3 separate regions of the Mus musculus genome follow, and regions 2 and 3 are each linked to region 1. Evidence: chromatin contacts called from public HiChIP or PLAC-seq data. All regions are on one chromosome and are shown on one strand. The core of a region is the stretch at or near the end of the contact, and the rest is flanking DNA. Distances in the headings are between cores, read along the strand shown.

Region 1 (3,276 bases), core at 188-2,687:
CTTTACCTGGCTTGTGTGGAAAGACCATGATTGACAGGAACACACAGGAACTAGCACTAGCTAACTTTTCTGGGTTTCATTATACAGGGACTTCAGGACTAGATGTTGAGTTTGGGAATCTGGGGAGTGGGGTGGGATGGGGATGGGGGGGGAGAGGAACTGTTGATCAGATACCATCTGTTCCTGGGGAGCTCCAGGACTCCCTCCCTGAACCTGACCTCCACCTCACTGGATAGCCTTTGGTAGGTAGCTCACCCTCCCACCCGAGGCCTCAGTTAGAATGGGGTATAAGAACGGGCATCCTCTGGTATTTCAGAATTCCACAGTGCTCGGGCTGTATGCAGAAAGAGCAAGTTTGGGGTCTTGCAGGGTTAGGTTAAAAGAGCTGTAGTTTGATGGGGGAGGGGGGCAGCTGCCAGAATCTGATCCTCAGGAGGGAGATAGTGTTTTGGGGTCTGAACCTTGGGCCGGCCTTCATTCTAGCCTTAAGGGAGAAGGAACCCCTAAAATGGAAATTTGATGCTATCTTCAAAGGGGTGAGGTCTCCGGTCTGGCCGCAACACGTGGGAGGTTGGGAGCTTTCCCAGGAATTTCTGGGCTGTTTCACCTAGCCAAGGCTTCTTGAGCTAAGGGTTGTGGGAACACAAGGGCAGAGTGCCCTAGAACCCTGAGGGTGCAGGAGGTCCAAGGATGTGAGGTAGAAGAAGAAAAGCTATTCTGGAACCAGGTACACACCCTCCTCACTGGCGACTGCCAGGGCGATGTCCCATCTAGTGCCTCCTCCATCTCCACCCCATTTCCCAGCCAGGGTCTTGGTGAGTGGTTCCCAAGGGAATAAGAGGTCCCCAGAACGGCAAGCAGGCAAGCTCAGCAGGGTGCAGGAAGAGCTGAACTAGTAGTCGGGTTCCTGTTTCTTAGTTTCCCTAGCTTCCCGGCCAGTCATAGACTCCAGGTACCTTGCAGCAGAGCACCACCCCACCCCCGACCCTGCCAGGGTCCCCCTCACCTGCACGATCTGCTGGGGCTGCACGCTCAGCGTGGGGAAGTTGCCTCGTCCGTGAATGGGGATCGGCTCTTTCAGCAGCGCGTCCAGCCGCTTCACCTGTGGCCAGCTCAGCCGACTCTGGTGCCGTCCCAGGGAGGCCGAGGAGGCCTCCGGGTCCGGGCCGCCGCCGGCCGCCCCAGCCGTGGCCACTGCCGAGGCTGCACCGGTCCCCACCTGCGCAGCTGGCTGCTCCAGGCTCTCAGCTCCACTCTCCGACGGCATCATTCACCCGGCCCCGGTGCCTGGACGGCAGAAACCCGGGAATGGTGAAGGCGAGGAGGGCAGGGAGAGTGGCTGTGCACGGGCCAAGGCGGGGTGCGGGGACCCGGCGGCGGCGAGGCAAACCCAGGGAACACCCCCGACGGCAGGGAGGACTAACAGATCTTAGAGCCAGGCGGCTCGGGCCCAGCTGACACTTATAGGCCGCGGGCCGCACGCCCATTGGTCAGCACAGCTGTCACACAGCAGGAGATGCCCTCCTCTTGTCCCTCCCCCTATCACGGGCCAACACAGTTTTGCAAGGGAATCGCTGGCTCTCAGGAGTTTCTGATTGGCTGAAAGGCACGCCCCTTCCCCGCCCCCTCTCTCGGACCGAATTCCCTCCTTTGGTCTTTAAAGAAGCTGCTGCTTGCGATTGGCCCGAGCCTGCCGGGACTTAGAGGGACAGCGCCCTCCAGCGGCAGAAGTCGAGGGAGGTCTGTGTAGAGTAATGTTGCCGTGTTGACAAGGCGGCCCGGCCGCTTTCTAATTTATTCCTTTGATTGGCCCTTCGAATTACCGCATGCCTGGCGTACCTGTTCCATCTTAGGTGAGGTGAAATCTGCTTAGAGAGAGGGCGTTATTACCCATCATCATGTAGCATGTGAGTGTCAGTTATGGTCCTGATGGAGGTTTAAAGATCTATGTAGCTCTTTGCTCCATCTGGGCCCACCCAGGGTTTTTCTGGGATGGATATTACTATTTTTTTTCTCTTTCTCTCTACAGATCATAGAGGCCGAGGCTTATTGCTACTTTTGAATCTTATCCCCTCCTCCTTTTCAGATTTTAAATATATGTGTCATGGGCAGGAGGGAGAATCGAAATCGAATCGCCCTGTTCATCGCCGCAGTATTTTTTTCTTGTCATTCTCGTAATAATAATATAGCAAATTCTGTAGCCTTCCATTTTCCTAAAAGGCAGACTAAGGATTAAAAGACAGGGAAGAAGAATCCAGGACTTAGAAACAGCTACTATACCCCAGTTTCTGTCAGGGCACAGCTTGACCTGCCTCAAACCAGAACACACATTTCTTCTTTCTGAAAGCCGGCCCCAGCCTCAGGCCACTCTAAAAACCCCTGGAGGAGGCCCCGTGTGTTCCACCAGATGTGTAACCCCAGCATTCCAGTGGTGTGGGCAGGAGGATAAGACGTTCAGTTATCCTTGTCTGCCTGTTGAGTTCTGGGTCAGCCGGGGATATACAGTGAGACCCTGTCAACAACAACATCAACAGGCTGGAGATATAAAGCGCTGACCAATTGCTCGCCTAGTGTGCCGGAGACCCAGGCTTCAACCTCTGGTGCCACAAAACGAGGGAAATAAAAATGAGATCTTTGACTGAGTTGTCTCTGAACTCTAGATCCCCGAGGCTACTGATGAAAGCGTTTGAGGTCCAGGCATAATACTCTCCTGCACATGGATTTGGCTCAGTGGCTCGGAATGCTTGCCTAGTGCAAGATCCTGGGTCTAATCCCCAAGCCCCCAAACCAACACAAGCCACCACAAAGCCACAGCATAGCCCCTGACACATTCTCCCTCTGAGCCTCCAGGAGACGTGGGGGAGGGGAGAAGGAAACTTACCTTCTCTTAAACCTCTACTATGCACTAAGTCATGTTACATATGTAACTACTCATTCCTGAGAATATGCCTCAGCAGGTGAGATCATTTTTCTAGATATGCAGATTAAGAAACCAAGGCTCCAGAGGTCGTGAGTGCCCAAAATCATACAACCACTAATTGGCAGTATAGGGCTTGAATTCATGTCTCCTGACTCTGTTGTCAACCCCTCCTCTTAGAAGTTGGCACAGGTCACAGGGTCACATTTGGCACAGCCCTGGCACTACCCACAACACCCATCCATTTGTTTATTCATTCTTTAGTCAACATATGTTCACAGGGAATCTACTAGGTACGAGGTGCTGAACTGTGAGATGGGTCAGGCGAGATCCTAGTTCTTCTAGAACTTTCGACTGTA
Region 2 (3,295 bases), core at 248-2,747, 270 kb after region 1:
CCGTTTAGACATGAAAAAACAGCTTCAGAGAGCCTAACAGGGCCTCAAAGTCACAGGGTTCGGAAGCGTGGATTAGGCTTGGAGGCCTGACCTCCTCCACCAGCTGAACTCCCCATATCCCGCCCAAACCCTGCCAGTCTCCAGCCCATGCTCTGTCATCTCTGTGAGGCTATGACGCATTCCCTGACTCCTGGCCTCCTTCCTTTCCTCAGCCTCAGACCGACATCCGACCCCTGACTCCCATCACCCTCCTAAAGTCTTGAACATTCCAGAGACGATCAAAGGGAGAAAGGACAGTACTGGTGCCTAGGGTTAGATCTGATGGGGCATTTCCCTAGGGATGGCGCAGGCAGGTCTAGTAAAGAGCAAGTTTTCTTTCTGCCCCACCCCCTGGGGTACCTAAGCCGGTGCTCAGGAAGGCTGCTCTGAGCACGGAGCTGCCGAGTCCTTCTGCTTCCAAGTTCTTCCCGGCTCCCTATCTCCTGCTGCTTCGGGGAAGTGACCACCCCCGCCCCCCCCCAGCCCTCGCTCTGGCTTTTCAGATCCTTGAATAAATAATTGAGGTTTTGAAATCTTGCCAGGCGCACCCTCCCATGCAGAGAGGACGCTATTGGGTCCACATGAGTGACGTCACCCAGCTCCTTATTCCAACCCCAACATCACGGGACCTGTCCTGACAGCAACTTACCTGCTGGGTCGCTGTCCAGTCAGACTTCCTACCCTGTTCCCTCACTCTGGGGCCCACACACAAGTCATTTGGTCTTTACTTCAGGACCCCACAGCTCTCATTTAGCTTCGTCACCTCAGTCCTTTATAGCACTTAACAGGGTCACAGTGACCTGAAGTTCCTTCACCTGCACACTCATCTCCAAAGCCTTGTCACCACTTCTGTTACCCTAGGGTCCCCGAGCTCCATCATGCTGCAGTCATCCTGACAATGCTGTGGCTGTCCTGAGGAGGCCTACACCCCGCTACCGTCAACGTCCCACAGCCGCCATCCTCCAAGATCCTGTCACCGTGCTCATATCGTCACAGCCACCCACCTCCCTGCTCCCTCGTGCTCCTGTCACCGTCGCCTCGGGGCCCTATCAGAGGCAGAGCCTGTCATCCTCACCGGGGACGCCCATTTCGCTCCATCACCTGTCTTATGTCAGCTCGTTTCTGCCACCGAAGGTACTCATCACCCCCGCAGACTATCCCAATCCCTTGACCTCTTCCCACATCCTCTGTGACCTCCCCGAGTCTCTTTTAAGGCTCTCCCACTAGTGTCCCCAAAACCCCCGACCCGCAGAGGGCGCCGCGTCAAGGACAGAGAGCCGGCTCCGGAGGGGGCGGGGCCGCGGCCACGGTCACTTTTTATGAATGGGGGAGCGGGCGGCGCGAGGCCTCATTACTATGCCGCGCAGCACGCGCTGCGCTCCAGCGCGCAGCGCCCATTGGCCTGCTGGGCTTCTGGCGTCACCAAACCGGTGGCCGGGGGCGGGGCGGGGCGGGGTGACTCACGCCGCGTCTCCCGCGGCCGCGGGGGCTTCTTGGGGTCCGCGCACACCTTGCTCTGCCAGAACCTGAGTGGAGGCGCCCCGCGGCCCGGCCGCACCCGGTCCTGAGCCACCGGTGAGTAGTGGGCCCTGCCGCGGGTACCCGGAGTCTGGGAGGACACAGCGTGCAGGGGCGCCGGGCCGGCGGAAGGCTGCTTGCCCCTGCTCAGGGTCGGGGGGTCGTACCTGGGACTCTGGATGTGCAGAGTCTGCATAAGCAGGCAGCTCCCCAAGTGTTCGGGTGCTCTCGAGTGGTATGATGGGGTGACCCGGCAAAGGGTGAGCATTCCTGCGGGACCTGAGGCCCTAGAGGGACGGGCGGTCATCTGAGGTTGGGAGAACAGGAGGCGTCTGGGGCGGGCACCTAGACGTCCGAGTAGCGGGTGGTGTCTTATTTGGGGCTTCGGCTATCCAAGGCAGGAGGCGGAGTCAGGCCCAAGATCCAGGTGTCCGGGCAGAAGGAGGGGTCTGACTCAGGAATCCGGCTTTCACCAGGGGGTGTCTGCTACGGAGACCCAGTGGTTAGGAGGAAGAAGGGGGCAGTGTGTGTGGGGTGTCTGTCCGGAGTCAGAAGTCTGGGAGAGTGTAGGGGAAATGAGTTCCCAGGTGTTACCCTGGGAATGTCGAGTGGGGGCTGGCAAGAAGCTGCACCGGCTTTGCCTGGGGGCGGAGCTTGAGGCTGGCAGTGCCCATGAATCGTGAGGGGTCTGGGAGCTTCAGGAACCAAGTCATCGTGTCTGGTGGGAGGGAGCTGACTGCTCTTCTTCTTGACGTGTTTCCCTCCCCTATTCATGAGCCTATTGAGGGCACACCTTGAATCCTGTGCTTCCCCTATTCACTTATGGTAAGCTTTGATTCACTTCTTTGACCACGTGTGGCCAAGAGGTCTTCAGGACTTAGAGGAATGGAGGGGAGGGTGAAGGGACACAGAAAAGGGATCACCGAGAAAAAGGGACCCCTGTTTAGAGGCCTGGAGGCATCAGAGGACAAAAACCACAGGACATGAATTGGGGGTGTGGGGTGTGCAGGACATCCGTACCCTACCTGTTATCCTGACAGCTTTCTTTTCTCGAAGGGCCTCCTGTCAGGATACGGGCCTGCCAGCATCTCATAGGACCTTTCTTCTACAGGTACCATGATGTGGGGAGCAGGAAGCTCTATGGCCTGGTTCTCAGCTGGCTCAGGCAGTGTGAACGTGAGCAGCGTGGACCCAGTAGAGGAACCCACAGGCCCAGCTACACTGCTGCCCTCTCCCAGGGCCTGGGATGTGGTGCTGTGCATCTCAGGCACCCTGGTGTCCTGCGAGAACGCGCTGGTGGTGGCCATCATTGTGGGCACTCCTGCCTTCCGCGCCCCCATGTTCCTGCTGGTGGGTAGCTTGGCCGTAGCAGACCTGCTGGCAGGCCTGGGCCTGGTCCTGCACTTTGCGGCTGACTTCTGCATTGGCTCACCAGAGATGAGCTTGATGCTGGTCGGCGTGCTAGCAATGGCCTTCACTGCCAGCATCGGCAGCCTGCTGGCCATTACCGTTGACCGCTACCTTTCCCTGTACAATGCTCTCACTTACTACTCAGAGACAACGGTAACTCGGACTTATGTGATGCTGGCCTTGGTGTGGGTGGGTGCCCTGGGCCTGGGGCTGGTTCCCGTGCTGGCCTGGAACTGCCGGGATGGCCTGACCACGTGTGGTGTGGTCTATCCACTCTCCAAGAACCATCTGGTGGTTCTGGCCATCGCCTTCTTCATGGTGTTTGGCA
Region 3 (3,219 bases), core at 211-2,710, 320 kb before region 1:
CTTCTGGAGTGTCTGAAGTCAGCCACAGAGTACTTACATATAATAAATAAATAAATCTAAAAAAAAAAAAAAGAAGAAGAAGAAGAAGAAGTCATAAGGGGGCTGGAGAGATTTCTCAGAGTTGAGAGCACTTGCTGATAACTTGGTGTTGTGTTGCATGCCTTTGATCTCAGCACTTAGGCAGGCAGAGACAGTGAGTTGGAGGCCAGCCTGGTCTATGTATAGTGAGTTCCAGGGCAACCAAGGCTACACAGAGAAACCCTGTCTCAAAACAACAACAACAACAACAACAACAACAACAACAACAACAGGCATCCGAAGACTGACATCCTTCAGTACCAGGATCTGCACCGATCTACATTCATGTAATTAAAAATAAAAGAGGCCATGAGGTCATGGCATTGCTGCAGTGGTAATTCTACCAGAAACGCACATGCTTTATCTAGTCACGAGGAAATGTCAAATAAACCCCACTGAGAGCCATTTTATAAACTAACTGACCGGTACTGTTCAAACACGTCATGAAGGTCAGAAAACCGAAAAGAAAAGTCTGGGGAACTGGGCAAGACTTAAGGAGACAAATGGATCGCAAAAACTAAAGGTGATGGTGATCGCGTGGATTTGGTTCTGGAGCAGGAAAAATGGTGGCTTAATGATGTTGTTAGGACGACTGACGGAATCTAAGAGGAGCCACGAGGTTGAATAGCTGTATAGCAAACGCTGTTAGATTGTTGTACAATGCTGTGGTTACGTGAAGGAATAATGTTCTTGGTAGAGAGAGAAGTAAAAGCATATGATGTTCCTCTAGTCAAACAGTTCAGAAAAAAAAAATGTGCAAATATTTGTAACTATGTTTGTAAAGACAGAAAGCAAAACCAAACAGAACAAAATGGAAACAACTTAGGATTTGAATTTTTTTTTTTTTTCCTTTTCAGATAGTCTTACAGCCCAGCCTGGTCTGGAAGTCACTGAGGAACTGTGAGTGCCCCTGAACTCCCTGATACTTCTCCTTCCACTTCCCTTGCAGGTGCAAAACTGGAGATTTTTGAAAACTGTTCACGTGTTCAAGATCACCCAGCAGAGCCGGGCGTGGTGGCGCACACCTTTAATCCCAGCACTCGGGAGGCAGAGGCAGGCGGATCTCTGAGTTCGAGGCCAGCCTGGTCTACAGAGTGAGTTTCAGGACAGCCAGGGCTATACAGAGAAACCCTGTCTCGAAAAACCAGCAGCTATTGGAGGAGTCGGGGCAAACCCCAGCTCTCCAGACATTGGTCACAACAGCAACTGATTCCATCAACGTTTGCATTTGGATGGCAAAAGTTGAGCTGCCCTGAAACTTCTCTTTTCAGTTTTTTTGTTTTTTTGTTTTTTTAGTTCCTTTTAGCTGGTTCCTTCTAGAGAACTCCAGAGTGCTGTAACTAAACGTTTCTTGTTTCTTTCAGTTCCCTCATGAGGACGAGGCAGGGATGGGTTCGATGATTCTGAGCCCTGCAGTTGGCACGCCCCTTTCCTCTCATAGGCTCCCCACTGCACCACTGCCAGCCCTTTCCTGCTTACTCTTGGTGGCTTTTTTGTGTGGTACTGTTTGTCTTCTTTCACAGAGGGATGAATTTAATCAGATACCACCTCCATTTTTTTTTTTTTTTTTCGAGACAGGGTTTCTCTGTATAGCCCTGGCTGTCCTGGAACTCACTGTGTAGGATTTGAACTCATATATAACCACCACCTGCCTCTGCCTCTAGAGCATGGTGGTCAAAGGCATGCACCACCACACCCAACGAGGCTACTCTAGTTCCTTCTCTTTTTCTTAAATTGTTATTTATTTTTCTATTTTTCTTTTCTTTTTGTTTTCAGGTTTTTTTGCTTTTTTTTTCTCTTCTTTCTTTTTTTGTTTGTTTGTTTGTTTTTGTTTTTGAAATAGAGTTTCTCTGTGTAGCCCTGGCTGTCCTGGAACTCACTCTGTAATCCAGGCTGACCTCAAACTCAGAGATCACCCTGCCTCTAATAACTCCTGAGTGCTGTTATTAAAGGTGTGCACCTGTATATATGTGTATGCATGCCATGGTGTGTATGTGGGAGTCAGGGGACAACTAGGAATTGGTTCTCTCTTTCATCCTGTGGGCTGTTGGGACTAAAGTCGTCAGGCTAGGCAGTAAATGCCTTTACCAATGAGCAAAGCCTGGGATCAATCACTAGGCCTTCATCATGCTAAACTCCAGGATTATGCCTCTCCCTCCTCCCTCCTCTAGTGTCCATTTTGGAAAAAAAAAAAAGAAAAAGAAAAAGAAAGGTCCTACACTGGGTGTTGGTGGCACACACCTTTAGTTCCAGCATCTAGGAGACAGAGGCAGATCAATCCCTTGAGTTTGAGGTCAGCCCTGTCTACAGAGTGAGTTCTAGGACAGTCAGGACTTCATGGACAAATCCTGTTTTGAAAAAAGAAAAGAAAGAAAGAAAGAAAGAGAAAAAGAAAAGGAAAAAGAAAAAGAAAGAAAGCCATCTATACACTAAGCAAGCACTCTACCACTGAGTCTCATCACAGGCTATCCCCATATTCCTTATTCCTTTCTTCTTCTTTTTCTTCTTCTTTTTCTTCTTCCTTCTTCTTCTTCTTCTTCTTCTTCTTCTTCTTCTTCTTCTTCTTCTTCTTCTTCTTCTTCTTGTTCTTCTTGTTCTTCTTGTTCTTCTTGTTCTTCTTCTTCTTGTTCTTCTTCTTCTTCTTCTTCTTCCTCCTCCTCCTCCTCCTCCTCCTCCTCCTCCTCCTCCTCCTCCTCCTCCTCCTCCTCCTCCTCCTCCTCCTCCTCCTCCTCCTCCTTCTTCTTCTTCTTCTTCTTCTTCTTCTTCTTCTTCTTCTTCGTTTTTTTGAGACAGGATTTCTCTGTATAGCCCTGGCTGTCCTGGAACTCACTCTGTAGACCAGGCTGGCCTCAAACTCAGAAATCTGCTTGCCTCTGCCTCCCGAGTGCTGGGCTATCTTTGTTTTTTTTTTTGAGACAGCACATCACTTTGTACTCTGTGTAGATCAGGCTGGCCTTCCAGTTATAGAGATTCACCTGTCCCTGTCTCCCTAGCTCTTTGATTAAAGGCATGTGCCACCACACCCAACTTCCACAGTCCTTTTGTTTTGAGTCAGAGTCCACATAATAGTAATTTTACTAGTAAGTTGAATAATTGCAACTGTGTCAAAAAAAATCTATCATTTTCCATGTAAATCAGCTA

The links. HiChIP or PLAC-seq counts read pairs in DNA pulled down with a chosen protein or histone mark.
Region 2: a contact with region 1 is called in a FOXA1 HiChIP or PLAC-seq map of pancreatic cancer cells. The contact joins the promoter of Gpr3 here to the promoter of Tent5b in region 1. A contact is called at or near these places in 4 of 39 promoter capture datasets (embryonic stem cells, hematopoietic stem and progenitor cells and liver), 4 of 115 datasets of contacts at active chromatin or transcription factors (bone marrow-derived macrophages, embryonic stem cells and pancreatic cancer cells) and 2 of 9 other capture datasets (adipose tissue and macrophages).
Region 3: a contact with region 1 is called in an H3K4me3 HiChIP or PLAC-seq map of bone marrow-derived macrophages, with 2.6 times the contacts expected there. The contact joins the enhancer-like site here to the promoter of Tent5b in region 1. A contact is called at or near these places in 2 of 39 promoter capture datasets (both in embryonic stem cells), 5 of 115 datasets of contacts at active chromatin or transcription factors (bone marrow-derived macrophages, embryonic stem cells, extraembryonic endoderm stem cells and 1 more) and 1 of 9 other capture datasets (pancreatic islet).

What each region holds. Positions count from the first base shown.
Region 1 is chr4:133,478,294-133,481,569 of GRCm38.p6, reverse strand. It overlaps Tent5b (terminal nucleotidyltransferase 5B), which reads right to left and starts at 1,437. Exons shown (of 2, transcript NM_175307.6): 1 at 1,007-1,437. The coding sequence starts at 1,270. Gm13257 (a long non-coding RNA gene) reads left to right here. Exons shown (of 3, transcript XR_390815.4): 3 at 1-93.
Region 2 is chr4:133,210,738-133,214,032 of GRCm38.p6, reverse strand. It overlaps Gpr3 (G-protein coupled receptor 3), which reads left to right and starts at 1,497. Exons shown (of 2, transcript NM_008154.3): 1 at 1,497-1,614; 2 at 2,669-3,295. The coding sequence starts at 2,674.
Region 3 is chr4:133,802,847-133,806,065 of GRCm38.p6, reverse strand. It overlaps Gm34296, which reads left to right. Exons shown (of 4, transcript XM_030253992.1): 3 at 936-978. Among named protein-coding and RNA genes, the nearest start is that of Gm25270, 6.7 kb to the right of the region's middle. Within about 2 kb of position 1,460, at least 72 of the 459 cell types and tissues checked have an H3K27ac peak or open chromatin away from gene starts, as enhancers often do. A contact at or near this core is called in bone marrow-derived macrophages and memory CD8 T cells, where this site is marked.